Regions from separate parts of the Columba livia genome. Here region 1 is linked to region 2. A link is a contact called in public Hi-C data. All regions are on one chromosome and are shown on one strand. Each heading gives the region's core, a stretch centred on a gene start, on an enhancer-like site or on the middle of the called end of the contact. The rest is flanking DNA. Distances are from core to core; before and after follow the strand shown. Region 1 holds the start of AHDC1 (AT-hook DNA binding motif containing 1). Region 2 holds the start of TMEM222 (transmembrane protein 222).

Region 1 (6,876 bases), core at 2,397-4,896, 130 kb after region 2:
TTTCCCTGTCTGTCGCCCCAGCGCTCAACCCACAGAGAGGGAGAGAAACAGAAAAGGAAAAAGGAATGGGGAAAAAAATACAAAGATGGAGAGAAAAAAAAACCAACAACAAACAGCACGCAGCACCCGGCCCTTCCCACCCACGCAGAGCACCCCAGGCTTCCCCGGGCCGGGCACCCATGGGGCAGGATGAGCCCCCCATCCCGCGGCACCCCGGTGAACCGCCGGCTGCTGCGCATTGCGACGCCAAATCCCACCACGAGCGCGCCGGATCCCCTCGCCACACAGACCCGCTGTACATCGCCTTAAAAACTCCCGGCGGGCACCCCAGCAGCACACCGTTCGCTTCCCCTCTGGGCGAGTTTGAGGGCAAAAATAGTGATAATGTGGGTTTCGAGCCACAGTTCATGGCACAGGGGAGCACCAGGGTGCGGGTGTGAGGGGAGCTGATGCTGTGCACGGCGCCCAGTCCTTGTGCGAAGCCGAAACGCTCACCTGCAGCGCAGGGAGCGTCAGGGTGCACTGAGGAGCTGAGGAAACCCCCTGGGCACACGTCACCACGTCCCCGCTCCACGCAAAGGTCCCCGAGGGAGGGGTCCCCAGCACCCCGGGCGTCTGGGTGTGCCGGAGGAAGGCCCCACAGGACCGAATCCCTGCCCTCCAGCACAGTGCTGAGCCAAGGCATCGCTCAGCGTGCGTCCCAAGGCACAGCAGGAACAACTCCAGCCCGGACAGACAGACGGACATGTGGTGGGGAGCAGGACAAGCAGGCTGTGACCCCACAGAAGAGAAGAGGAGCCCTGCTGAGCATCTCTCATCCAGCCGAGCCTTCGCGCCCCAAACCCCCCCCAGCATCACCAGCTCCCCGAGGACCAGACTGTGCGGCACATCCCAGCCCTGAAGTTCGGCGGGCGGCGAGGCTGGGGAGGGGACGGCGGGGGACACACACACACACAACACATCTGCGACGCATTCAGGGGCCACATCCCGCATCCGGGCAGCCCGGCCGCAGCCCAGCATCCAGCCGGCCGGCCCCGGGGGGCAGCCCTGCCCTATCACCAGGCAAAAATCCCCCCCGTCCCTCCCGCTCCCCCTCACCACGAGCCCGGAAGAAGGAAACAGCCCTCCCCACCACTGCCCTGTTTACCAAGAGCTGGTTCCAAAGCACTCGGGAGAATAGCAGGAGCATTTCAAGGCCCTGTTTCCACTCGGCTGACACACACTATTTATAGAAGCCCACAATTCTCCCAGAGCTTTCCTCGGGATCTCAGCAGAAATAGCCTGCCCCGGGTCCCTGCTGCCTCCTCTAAAGAGGCCAGGGCAGTGCCGGCCCCCCCCGGCTTGCCATAACCTTCCACGGGCTTCCATCGCTTCTCCTCCGCTGGCCACCCCGCTCCCGGCGTGTCCTTGGCTACCCTGTCCCCGTCACGGTGCCAGCCCTTCGCCACCAAACCCTCCCAGCCACCTCCAGCTCCTGCCCCATCGGTTCCCGGCAGGCGCGCGGTGGCTCCGGCGGGCGCGCGGTGGCTCTGGCGGGCATCCGCTCGCCAGACACAGCAGAGGGGAGGGAACCGGACTGTGGTTTATGGGGACGTGGGGCGGGGGGGGGGTTGGAGACCAGCAGCCACCTCCCGCCTGACTGCATCGGAGCGCGGCAGAGCCCCGGGGGACTCGCACCAGGGATGGAGTTGGCCTATTCAGGTTACAGAGACATGGCAGAGCGGAATTTGGCGCCGCGCCATCCCTTCTCCAGCCCCCCCCTCCCCGCCCTCCTCTTTCCCCCCCTCCCCACCACCACCACCACCCTCCCCTGCAAATTCCTCAGCCCAGCAGGAGAAGCCAGTGTAAGGGGACACCTGGGGGGGGGCGAGGAAGGAGGGGAGGCCTGGGGAGGTGGGGGGGCACCGATTCAGACCACGCGCCCCCAGCGCCCAACGGCGCCTGGGTCGAAAGCGAGCGGGCAGGATCCGTGCCCGTCGCCCCCGGGGGTTCGCTTCTGCTCTCTGTCACGCCAGGATAAATCTGGAGCGACTCCACCGCGCGCCGGGGCTCACGACGGCACACAATGAGCTCAGCCCGTGGCTTTCAGTGGCCGTTCTGGTAGCCACGGGCAGAAGGGGCTAGATGCACGAGGCCACCTGGGCACAGCTGTGGCCACATCCTCTGCCAGCACGTAAACAAGCAGGGACCCAGGTGTCTCCACCTGCCTCGGCCTTGGGGACACCAAGCACGTCCCCAGGGTGGGCAGAGGGTTTGGCGTTAGCATGACCCCATGGGGTGACTCTCCAGCCCCGGCCAAAGCCACCAGTCCTCTGTGGTCCCCATTGCGAGCACTGAGGGGCCGTGCCGGGGGGGCGGGGGAGGGTGGGTGGATTTAAATCAGCTGATCGATAAAAACAAATCAGAGGGGGGATGACAGGCACCGAAGTGACAACCGCTCGCCGAGCCCCGCGCCACGGACCACGCAACTTTGCCGACGGGGCTGTGGCGAATCCCCCCCACCCACCCACCACCCTCCTCCGGGGCTGCCCCCCGCAGACCATCCCGCACTCCCCCGGGAAAAGGGTGGGATGCTCTGCCCCGGGGGGGCCCCACGTCCCCCCAGGAAGCCAAGTGAACCCCAAACGCTGTTGACACGCTCGACTCCGGCTCTGCCTTCCAGCGGAGGGAGCCGCTCTGACAGCTGTCACTCAGCCCTTGCAGCCGCGGGGGGGGAAAGGCGGCGGTGGGGGGGGGACGACGGGGGCCGGCCGAGGGGAGGCGGCCAAACTCGTGGAGATCGCAGCCCCCCCGCCGGGGGCTCGCCCCGGTCCCCCCCCCTTTCCCCACACGCCCCTCCCCGCCCCAAGTGCCATTAAACTCCTGCAATTTGGCACCAACTCGCCGCGCAACTTCAGCGGAGGGGACGGCGCGGGGGGGGACAACACGCCGCCTCCTTCCCCCCCACCTCCCCCTCTACCCGAAGGGGGTGTCCCGTGTGTCCTCCCCCCCTTCCTCCCCACCTCCCAGCCCCACACAAAGGCGGGGGGTCCCCGGTACTCACCCGCCGGCTGCTGCGCTCCGAGCCCCTCGGAACCCGCCCGCTTGGGGAGGCTCCTGCCGTCCGGCGGGGCTGCGTCCTGACCGGCCGCGGGAGTCCCGGAGCCCTCGGCACCGTTCGCCACCTTCAACGAGAGCATTTCCAGCGCCTCCTGCTCACATTCTCCCCAAGGCAACTCCGCTCCTGCCAGCCCGCCCCCTCCTCCGTCCCCTGCCTGCTCTTTCCTCCTTCCCTCTCCCCCCACTCCACCCCTCTATTTTATTTTTTTCCGGGTTTTTCTCTCCCCTCTGCCGCTTAGCTTTTTTTTTCGTTGTTTTTAATTATTTTTTGCCTCCTCTTTCCCCCCCACCCCCCCTTCGCCTCTCACACACACACAAAAGGCAGCGGAGCGGGAGGCGGAGGGGGAACCGACCTCCCCTCTGCGCCTCCGCCGCTCGCCGCCTGCGGAAAGCAAAGAAAGACACAGCGCAGCAGAGCCCTGGCTTGCCGCTGCCTCCCCCCTTCCTCCTCCTCCTCCTCTTCCCTCCTCCTCCTCCTCCACCTCCTCCTCCCTCTCTCTTGCCTTCTGCCGCTCCCGGCTTTGTGGGGGCTGGGATAAAAAGGGGGGGAGCGGAGCCGGCGGCGAGGCGCGCCCAGCCCCTCTCTCTCCTCTCCCGTTGCGCGGCGGGGACCGCGGCTCCGGTTCTCTCCGCTGTCAGCGGTACGACCAGCATCCGGCACCCCGGGGAGCCGTGCAGCACCGCCGGGGCATGCCGGGCCTTGTAGTCCTTCCTTTCCTCCCCCCCCTTCTTTTTTTCCCCTCCTTCCTTTCCTCTCCCCCCCGCTTTTTCTCCTCCCCGTCGCTGCGAAGCGCGCAGGGAGGGGCGCAAAGCGGCGCGTCTCCGTTGCGCGCTGCTTGGGGTCCCCCTTACTTAAGGGGGGGGCACCTCGGGGGGGGGGGGTGGGCAAACCACCTTCGGTGGTTTGCCCACCCCCCCCCCCCCGAGGTGCCCCCCCCCTCCGCGAGGTCCCAATGGGATGCGCGGGGCATTGCTGCCCTCTCCTGGGTTGCACCCGCACTGCGCACCCCCCTGCCGTCAACATGCCAGGGGGGACAGACACACAGCCCCTCGCCACAATGTGGGGTGCACATGTGCACTTCATCACCCACTCTGGCTCAGCACCCATCTGCCCTTATGCACCCCCAAGCAATACACCCTCCCCCCCTTTTTTTTTTATCTTTTCCTCACTTTTAATTCTTTTTATTTGAAGTCTGGGGCCTGGAAACTTCCCCACTGTTTGGCAACACCCAGTTCCTCTCATTCTTTGGGTTATGGTGCTGTGTCCCCTCTCAGCCAGGTCCCAGAGGGGATGCCAGGAGGGCAGGTGGTGACCATGTCCCTTTGGGACAGTGGTGGCACAGTGGGGAGCTGTCCCCTGCCTCCCTGAGCATCCCGTGACCTGTCTCCCCGTCAAGCATCTCTCCAGCTCCTTCCCTCCAAGTCTCCGCCAGTGTTAATGTTCCCAGAGCTGGGTAGATACAATATAATTAAAGTAGATAATACCACTGATGTTTGTTATGACATTATGTTTTTGTGAGTGACGAGTGAAGGGTTAACTCCAGGGAATTGGGAATATTGCTTGGCTGCTAATAACACGTGAGTCATCGATGAAATAACACATGGGTGCAGGGAGGCACACAGCACCTGGTTTTGCAGCAGCCCTCTGGTGCAGGTTGGGGTTTGATGCTTGTCGCCGGATCAACAGGCAGCGAGGAGCGAGCGTGCACTCAGTTTACGTTCTGGACACTCCAGCTTTGCCACCGGACTGGGACAAACTGGGGAGCTGCGGTCAAGTTAGGAGTTGTCCTCCAGCAGGGACCTATCACACCCGAAAAGCTGGCAGCTCCATCACTGGGGTTCCATGCACCCCAACGGGATTGGTGGGATGGATCGGGGACCGCTGGGCTCTGCACAGCCCGGGTAAGGATGGGGATGGGTCTGCGTTGCTCTTGGGAGTGGTGCGGGGAGGCCTGGGCTCCAGCCTGGTCAGCAGAGGAATCTGCACACGCAGACAGGATCGCTGCAATTGCTGGTGGCTGAGTGAGCAACTTTGCAGGCTTCCTCGTCCCTTCGCCCTGAATGTCAGCTTTGAATTTTCTTGCTATTTTTAGGGAGGGTTCAAAAAAAACGGCAGGATCCCTCCCTTCTCGCCTTGCAGGGCTTTGCACCCTATGAATATTGCAAGCCTGCGTATTGCTGTACCTGTGTGTGGATGGGGGCAGCGGGACGGAGCGACGGGTCAGTTGTCTCGCACGGGCAGGGAGAGAAGGAGGTCGTGCAAAAAAATATTACACTGCAAGCAGAATGGGTTAGAATGTAAAAGATTTATTAATTTAATCCGAAGCATTAAAAGGTCATGTATTAATCAAAGAGATGCTTAAAACTGTCAAAGTCCCTTCTCAGGTTTGAAGTGCATCTCTATAGTTATCATAAAATATATATATCAGTCTGGCATCGAGCCCTCGGCAGCGCTGGGAGCGGGGCTGAGGAGCTAAGCAAAGCGCTTTGCAGCACAGTCCTTGCGGAGCAGCACCCGTGGGTGCCCAGCACCCCCGTGCTGAGCTGGGTGCCTTGTGGGTCACCCCTCTTGTCCCCAGGCCTGGCTTTGTCCCCCCATCAAGTCAGGCTGGTGCCCTGTGGTTGTCCCCGGGTGGTTCGGGGTGGAGGTGGGAACATGGATGCGATGGGTTTGGGAGTGGGGTCCTCCCCTTGCCCCCGGTTCAGAGAGGGGCTGATGGGCACGGGTGTGCTCATGGTCACGGTGACGGTCACCGGCAGCTCCCACCACATCAGGCAGCACTGGGGCGTGGGAGCCATGCCCACGCCACCCGTGTCACAGCTCCGTGGGTGCTCAGCCCCGCCGCCATCTCTTTTTACCGGGGGAGGGGGACAGCGGAGGCGTGTCCCCAGGGCCACCCGGGTCACCCGGACACCTTGTCCCCTCTCCCAGCCAAGTGCTGTGTCAGCAGCGTTGGCGTGGACCTACGCTACCATCTAGTGGCTGCTTTACCGAGCCGGGGCCACCGCTGTCCCCGGCTCTGAGCCCGCGTCCCCGCGCACGGCTCCTCGGGGACTCCGGTTCCCCGTGCCCCCCAAGTCTGGCGCGGCAAAGGTCCCGCTTGCCATCACCCTTGCCAGGATCAGGCCAGTGGGGTGACCTGACTGGGTTTGTCCCCAGAGAGCTCGGGTTGGCTTGGCGGGGTGGTGGTGGCAGCATCCCAAAAGCCACCAGCTCCCTGGGGTGAGATCAGGGGGTTTGGAGGCAGCGGGGTGCAGCGGGGGAGATCTGGGGTGCATGGGTGCTGTGGGTGTTTAATGGGCAAAAGGTGTTTGCTGCATTGCTGGGATGTGGAGCTGCCTTTGTGGAGAGCACAGTCCAGAGACCCCCATCAGATTTAGGGGGGGATCCTGCCCTCCAGCAGCTGCGGAGGATTTTGGGCCCTGATAAATGTAACTGCAGCAGAAGAGCCTCAACCCTCCCTGAATTCCAGCCCTGTGCTGCCCCAGAGCCGCAGCCGAATGTCCCCCCAGTACAACCATTTCTGAGCAGACGCAACCAGCACCGTGCCCTGGTCAGAGCACTCCCCCTGTCCCCCCCTCCCCATCCGCCTGGGTCTGCCGTGTCACCCGACTGTCCCCACCCTCGCTTCACCCAGGAAACCCCCATCCCCAAATCCCGCTGCTCCCCGCTCGCTGCCACGGCCACTGCTGCGTCTCTTCCCAAATCTCAGTTGTTTTTTCCATGGGAAAACGTGTCCCCTCGCAGTGACTGGTGCTGAGCTGCTGGCTGACCGC
Region 2 (7,207 bases), core at 3,575-6,074:
CCTGGAAGAGAAAGGGTTAAGCAATTAAACAATTCTTTGTTCTAGTTCTTTCTTGGTGTCATTTTCTTTGGGGGATTGTTCTGGCTTTGTTCTACCTTTCTCCTCTCTGGAGGTGGACACGGGTGGGTGGAGGGCGGGCAGGTTGTTGTCTCTGCTGCTTCATGGAGAGCAGAGGGCCCAGGAAACTTGAACGGGGAGTGGGGAGCCCAAAATGTGGCTTGTAAGTTGTGGTGGCTGCTGAATTAGTGCTGATGCTGGTTTATCCAGGAGCTCAGAGCTGGTGGTGGAGCAGGAGCAGCGTCCACCTCCAGCACCTGGTTTAGAGCTAAAGCTGCAAACGTTGGGGATGAGGATGAGGATGAGGATGATGAGGATGAGGATGAGGATGGCTGCGGGGGCTTGCTGGGCAGGAGGGAGAAACGGCGCTGGAGGGAGTTAGTTTCCCGAATTGTGTTTTGTCAGCGTGGGGGTAAAATAGATAAAATTGTCTTTGAGTCCGTGCTGAATCCAAGAGGTAGAGGTGAGTGGGGTGGCAAAAAGCTGCATAGGGAAGATGAGCCCATCTTTGCCTTTTAGCGCTTCTTAACTAGCATCTTGGCCTGGTGGTTTGGCTGTGGGACAGACCCAGGGTCACTGCCTGGGTCACCGTGATACCGACTGACCTTCTGAGATGGTTCCACTCTCAGAAACAACCTACTTATTGCCTTAAAGCGTCTCGCGCTCAGCGTGGTGTGTAGGACACCGACGTTTAGACCCAGAGATGGTCCCTTTAGGATATCACAAACTCGCTTTCTCCTCTGGGCTCCTGCTGCAAAACCTCCCCAATACTTTCCTGCCCTCCAAACTGCAGAACACCAGGCCTTAAATAAGAGTTAGAAACCCAGTCTGCTGTTTCCAGAATCCATTCGAACTCTTATTTTCAAAATTCCCGTTGGACACCCTTCAGCCGAAGGCCCTTTGAGGCCTCTTCATTTCAGATCCTCTCTGATAGAAATTACTGCTTTACAAGCCAGCTCTGCTCTACCAAAGCAATGTGCATCCACAGCTGGAATTGGCAATCAGCTAATTAGGTCAGATTTTGGGTTGAATGGTTGGACAAAGAGGAAGCGTGGAAGGGGATGCTGAGTGGTTGAAATGGGGGTGGAAATGGCTAGAAGGACCCAGAAAATGAGTTTGATTTGTAATTTGGGTAAGGGAATTGGGTTGGGGAGGGAGAGGAGCGATGTCCTCTGGGATGAGGGGAGGGGAACAGTCACAGCCGTGCTGCTGAGGTCACTTTTTTCTGATGTAACCGTTTGCAGTGCTGCGAATGAGTCTGCAAAGGGCTCGAGATGGCTCCTGTCGGCGCGAAACGGGAGCTGGATGTCAGCAAACTGCCGCTGTTGGGGGCAGGAATTCGGTCTCTGCCCGTTCTGCTCCTCATAGCTTGTTCAGGCCTCGCTGCTGCGGGAGACGAGGCCGATGGGGAGGGAAGGTGGGTCTGGTTTGGGATTTCATAGCTGAGAAACCATCGCGTCCTGCACTTGGCTCTGAGCTCTTCCACCCTGTCCCCCTTGTCCCTCAGAAACCGGTGGCTTTCCCTTTAAACAGAAAAGTTGCCCTGTGGCTTGGCTGTGTCAGTTGGAGAGGGAGAGAGAAAGAAATGCAGCTCTGGAGTGACAGGGACGCAGAAAAGACCTGCAGGTTAAAGCTGAGGGGTGAGACGGCTTAAGGGCATCGCTTTTGGGGTGGGTGGCCAAGCCTGCGTATGTTCTTGCGCTCGTGAGTAGCACCAGCGTCGCTACAGATGAGCGTGACGTTTCTGGTTCACGCTGAGCGATTAGAGGCTGTCAGCTTGCGGCAGGCACGGACCAACAGGAGAGGAACAACACGAACGCAAAACAACCCACCCCAGCATCACCTCCAGGGCGGGGGGAAGGACGCCTTGGTGTCCTCCATCAGCCTGTGCCTCGGTGACATTTTAAATCGACTCCTGTGTGCGGTGTCGCCTGCTGCTGCCTCGGTTGTCAATGTCAGAAGGGGGAGGGGATCTTTTCCTTGAGTGGTTTGGTTCTGGCAGCCCCTGTAATGTTGGAGCTGTCACAACAGGGAAGGTTCCCAAGGAAGCCGCTTGCTGAACAAGAGCTGGCTGGGTGCCGGCTTCTTTCAGGCTCAGAGATGAGCCGGGGTAGAAAGGGGAGGGAACCGAAAACCCCTCCCAGGCCGAGCTCCAGCCAGAGCCGTGGTGGTGGTGTGGACAGCCCCAAACGGGCTCCGCTCCTCTGGGAAAGGCTCCACAGCCCCGGGGTGCGAGTGATGCACTGGCACCTGCGGCGAGTAGGAAAAGATCCTGAGGACAAACATCCTGGGGCTGAGGGGAGAGAGGAGCCATTGGTCCAAAGCGCTGGCAGAAACGGGGGTGAAACCTTTTGTTTCTCCTCAAATGAGAGATTGCAGAAACAATGATGGCAGAATTCCTGCTCTGAGCATCGATCCAGTATTGTCGGCAGGCAAGATAGCTGCAATAAAAAGCCCGGCCTTTAATTTTATGCATGGAGAACTTCTTACCTGCTCTCCCCTCCCTGTTCCTCCCCCTTCCCCGCAGTTTCTTTTCCAACTGCAGCTATTTTTCCCTGCTGACTTCAGGTGTTTTGTATTCCGCTTAGATCAATAGCAGTAGAACAGCAGCAGCTTTCCAGTTGTCACTAGGAAGACCCTGCTGTCAGCTCCAGCTCACCCGTCTGCTGCCGGTGCGGTACTGGGGCTGGAGAGCCCTTCTGCTTGCCTGACAAACACAAAAGAAAGCTGTGCAGTACAGGAGAGCTGGATTGATTATGGGTTTCTTAAATCCAGCCTGAGGAAAACTGTTCTTCCCATGCTGCCACAGCGGGGTTTGCCTTCCTGCATTTGGCTTAAGAGGGACTAAACTGGGATGACCGGAGTGGTCCCTGCCCGCGCGGGAGGGCACGAGGTGGCACGGTGGGGGCCACATCCTGCTGAGGCTGTTGGCGTTGTCCTCGCTGCGGGATGTGCCAGGGGAGCTGGTCCCCGGTGATACGCTGCTTGGCAGCCTCGGAGCCGCGAGCAGGAAGAGCAGATCCATCGCCTAATCCGACAGACGCGCCAGGACCACGGTAGCTGATGTGAACACTGGTCTCGTTCTCATAGATTTGAACGATCTCTGATATTTCTGTTAGCCCGGAGCAAATCAATGCAAGTATTAATTCATCGAACAAAAAGTCTTCACTGCAACACACACGACCTTTGTGTGCATCTTCCAGCCCAAGTGCCAAAATAGGAAGCGGCTGTTAGAAACCAAAGCACCGGGCACGGCTTTGCTCTCAGGAGTCTCTGCGTTCCTCAGCTTTCTTTCGGAACTGAGCTGTTTTGGGAATTCCCTCACTGTCAGATTCCGAGGAGCGTGTTCTCAGGCTCTTGCTGGACTACTGCAGCTTGGTGTGAGCAGCCCAGCGCAGGCTCTGCTCCCATCCAGGTGCCTCTGGAGCCGCCCTCCCGCTCGCAGGGGCCGGCCCAAAACATGGTCTAGACTAGGAAATAAGGCGGGATGGTAGATGATCTCTCGAGGGCTCGGAAATGGAGTCTGCAGTGCATTACTAAGCTAGTTTTGTTGAAACGTGAGCACTCATATGACAAGTTAGCACATACCGAGGGGGGGTAGGGCCACCTCTAACCTAGGCTGTTAGCCAGCGCTTCCCACTGCCGCGCCGCCAACTCCAAATTTATTCTCTCTGGGGCGGGCAGAGGTTACTGGTCTCCTGGGTTTTCCAGCTGGAAGCTTCACTCGGCTAAAATATAGTGAGCGTTGATAATTGTGGAAGGTTGGACTCGATTACTGAGCAAAGTCGGGTACCGGACAGCAAAACGCATCAAGTAGAGATAGGAAAGGTCTTTGATGAAGGAGAGAAATTTTGGTAGAAAGTGGGGGTGTTGGAAGCACTAAGTTGGTGACGACTGTTGAGAACGCGGCTCTGGCAATTAACAGGGTTTGCTAATAACAAAAGCCTGAGTGCTTGCTCGGCGTGCCGGAGCTACGAGGGAGGAGGACGAGTCCAAGGCGCGTTTTATTAGCAAAACTCCTTGGTGTTGTGCTGTGTGACACCACAAACTGCGCCGGAGAGCTCCGGTGCCCACAGAACAGCTCGAGGTCTCTGTGTGGGGAGGGAAGGAGCAGCTTCCGAGGACAGCGGCGGCGAAGCGGAGAGCGGGGCTGGATGGGTCCTCCCCGTTCACCCCGCTGTGTTCCGACGGGTGTGCTGTGGTGGGTGGAAATCTGGAATAAACGTGTTTCTTCTTCAGCTCTCTCGTGTAGTTTGAATTAAACTTCCTAATAAAGCAATTGTTATTTTTCTAAGCCGCTTCTCCATTTGTAAATGCTGTTCCACACCTCGGTGTGCTGCTTATTCCTGCTCGGGTGCTTTCCTAAGAGGGTTTTTGAGCTGGCAGCTCCCAGAACGGCTCCACCGGCTTCTGATCTTTGGAAAAGAAACAGCTGAGGTTCGTGTGGCGGGTCTGCACAAGGTAGGTGTGAGGGGTGAAAGTACCCGCCCGGAGGAGCTTTGCCGGAGCCTCCGCTGTGAACCAAACCCCCGCCGTTCTGCGCCACACGAGGCCGCTGGGGGATGCGGGAGGCTCGGAGAGCAGCGAGCACAGGCTCCATGGGGCCGCTGTGGGTGAGCCCCGGGGCCCTTCCAGCCCGACCCCCCGCCCCAAACCGGGGGCACCCTGAGGAGGGGGCGCTGGGCCCGGTCGTGCTGCCCCACGCCTGGGCCGGCCTGCGCTCCCACTTCCTGGTTACCAGCCATGCCCGGAAGCTGGGCGCGGTCTCCAGGAAGTGACGCGAGCGCGTCGAGCGGAGGGGGCGGCCCCCGGTGATGGCGGAAGCGGAGGCCAAGATGAAGCAGTTCAATGGCGGCGGGGCCGGGCTGGACGCCGAGCGCGGCCGCTTCCCGTACTGCGTGGTGTGGACACCCATCCCCGTCCTGACGTGAGTGCGGGCCCGGCGGCGGGCGGCCTGGCTGCGGCCTGGGCCTGCGCCTCGCTGCGGGGACACGGCCGCCCGGGGGCCCTCACCTCTCCAGGGGCCTGTGCTGGGGGCCCGGCTGCTCCGGGGCTCTGGGGAAGGGCTCCCCTCTCCTTCCCTCCCTCCTCTCCCTTTCCTTTCCCCCCTCTCCCTTTCCTTTCCCCCCTCTCCTTTTCCTTTCCCCCCTCTCCTTTTCCTTTCCCCCCTCTCCTTTTCCTTTCCCCCCTCTCCTTTTCCTTTCCCCCCTCTCCCTCTCCCCTTCTCTCCCTCTCCCTCTCCCCTTCTCTCCCTCTCCCCTTCTCTCCCTCTCCCCTTCTCTCCCTCTCCCCTTCTCTCCCTCTCCCCTTCTCTCCCTCTCCCCTTCTCTCCCTCTCCCCTTCTCTCCCTCTCCCCTTCTCTCCCTCTCCCCTTCTCTCCCTCTCCCCTTCTCTCCCTCTCCCCTTCTCTCCCTCTCCCCTTCTCTCCCTCTCCCCTTCTCTCCCTCTCCCCTTCTCTCCCTCTCCCCTTCTCTCCCTCTCCCCTTCTCTCCCTCTCCCCTTCTCTCCCTCTCCCTCTCCTCTCTCTCTCCTCTCTCTCTCCTCTCTCCTCTCCCTCTCCTCTCCTCTCCCCACAGCCAGTGTGTGTGTGGGGAAGCTTTGCCATGACCAGGCTTGTCTGTACTTGAGGATCCAGCGGGCCGTGGGAAGCCTGGCAGGTTTGGGGAGCAAAGGTTTGGCTGCGGGGATCTCAGAGCGCCCTGTGCTTTGAGGATAGTCTCGGTACTTTGCTTTTAATGAGTTTGAAAGTTGATTTGGCTTCCCAGCCAGGCATAAGCAGGCTCCAAGGGGAACGTCTGAGTTTTTCTCTAGTCGTGGGAAAACGAAAAGCTGTAAAATGTGGCTTGGGGGATAGTGTGGGAGCACAAAGGCTTGTTTTTATGCCTTCCTCTTCCCCTCCGGCTCCAATCAGGTGATGATGTTTACTGAGCCGGAGCTGGAAGTCAGGTAGAAGACGTGGTGCGGTCGGTGCAGGGCTGGGAACGGCTCCGGGACTGCTCGGCAAGAACCTGCAACTTCCCTGTTGCTGTCTCGTGTACGGCTACAAACCAGCTTGGATTTTTACCTCTTTTCTCTTTTAATTGCTTACATTTTTCACCTTAGTGTTTTCTTGGAGGGTTTTCCAAACCTTTTAACCATCTTACCTTGTGCTGGGGGTGCTGAGAGCTGTCCTGCTGTCACTGGGCACCTGTGTGTCTGCGGGTTCGTCCCCCGATGAACAGGGACACCTTCCTGTTGGTTTCGTGTCACAGCAGAAATTTCAGTGGTGTTGTTTGGCAAAATCTCTCGTTAGGTTGCATAATTGCTCCATTTTCTCCATCCAGCGTTTCCTGTCGTCTTTGGATTTGGAGGTTTGAAAGCTTCCCAGTGCTGACAGGAGAATTAAAAGGGGAAGAAGTGTTTAGAACTTTGAAGGTGGCAGCGCCGTGACAGCGTTAATTCAGCTTTAGCTCCGGCTGATAAAACCTCACATAGGTAGCCAAGCTGGCCGCTTTGCATTGCCCCAGCTCGGAACACGCACGGGGTAAGCGATGCAAATGCAGATCAAACCACGCAGGGCCCTTTCTCTACATCGTAGGGTTATATCGACAGGCACTTTATGCTGTTTATAACCTCAGCAGCATTTAACAGCGCGTACGGCTTATTTTTCTTTGTACCATCCAACCACCGCAGTTTCTTCTTCGTAGATTTAGGGTCTCTCTGATTGAGCAGCGATTTGTGAGCCTGTCGCTGCGTCGCGTTGCTGTGATCTCTTCTGAAATATTGGCAAACCTGAGGGCGCTGGAGGACGAGACCTGGAGCTTGTCCTGAAGTGTTTGCTCCGGAGGGGGTTGGGATACACGTCTGTTGCTCCCCGGAGTGGTAAATGCCCAGAGGGGAGGAGAAACTCTTTGAAGAAATGGGAACATTTGAGGAGAGAATGTTCTTCCTGGAGCCAGGAGCTCTATTCTCTGTCTGGGATGCTTAAATCTAGTTGGCCATGAAAAACTGCAGTGTGGAATATTGCAGCTCGAAACATGGGGACAGTTTTGGGCCCCTCAGGACAAGAAAGGCCTTGAGGTGCTGGAGCGAGTTGCGAGAAGGGAAGGGAGCTGGTGAGGGGCTGGAGCACAAGTGTGATGGAGATTGAGGGACCTGGGGGTTCAGCTGG

What was found. A called contact is a pair of places that touch in the nucleus more often than the background predicts.
Region 1: a contact with region 2 is called in a Hi-C map of liver, with 2.5 times the contacts expected there. The contact joins the promoter of AHDC1 here to the promoter of TMEM222 in region 2. A contact is called at or near these places in 2 of 2 Hi-C or Micro-C datasets (crop and liver).

The regions. Positions count from the first base shown.
Region 1 is chr26:5,416,223-5,423,098 of bColLiv1.pat.W.v2, forward strand. AHDC1 (AT-hook DNA binding motif containing 1) reads right to left here and starts at 3,647. Exons shown (of 7, transcript XM_065041532.1): 1 at 3,603-3,647; 2 at 3,044-3,164.
Region 2 is chr26:5,283,428-5,290,634 of bColLiv1.pat.W.v2, forward strand. TMEM222 (transmembrane protein 222) reads left to right here and starts at 4,825. Exons shown (of 6, transcript XM_005500651.3): 1 at 4,825-4,984. The coding sequence starts at 4,872. WDTC1 (WD and tetratricopeptide repeats 1) reads left to right here. Exons shown (of 16, transcript XM_065041929.1): 16 at 1-44.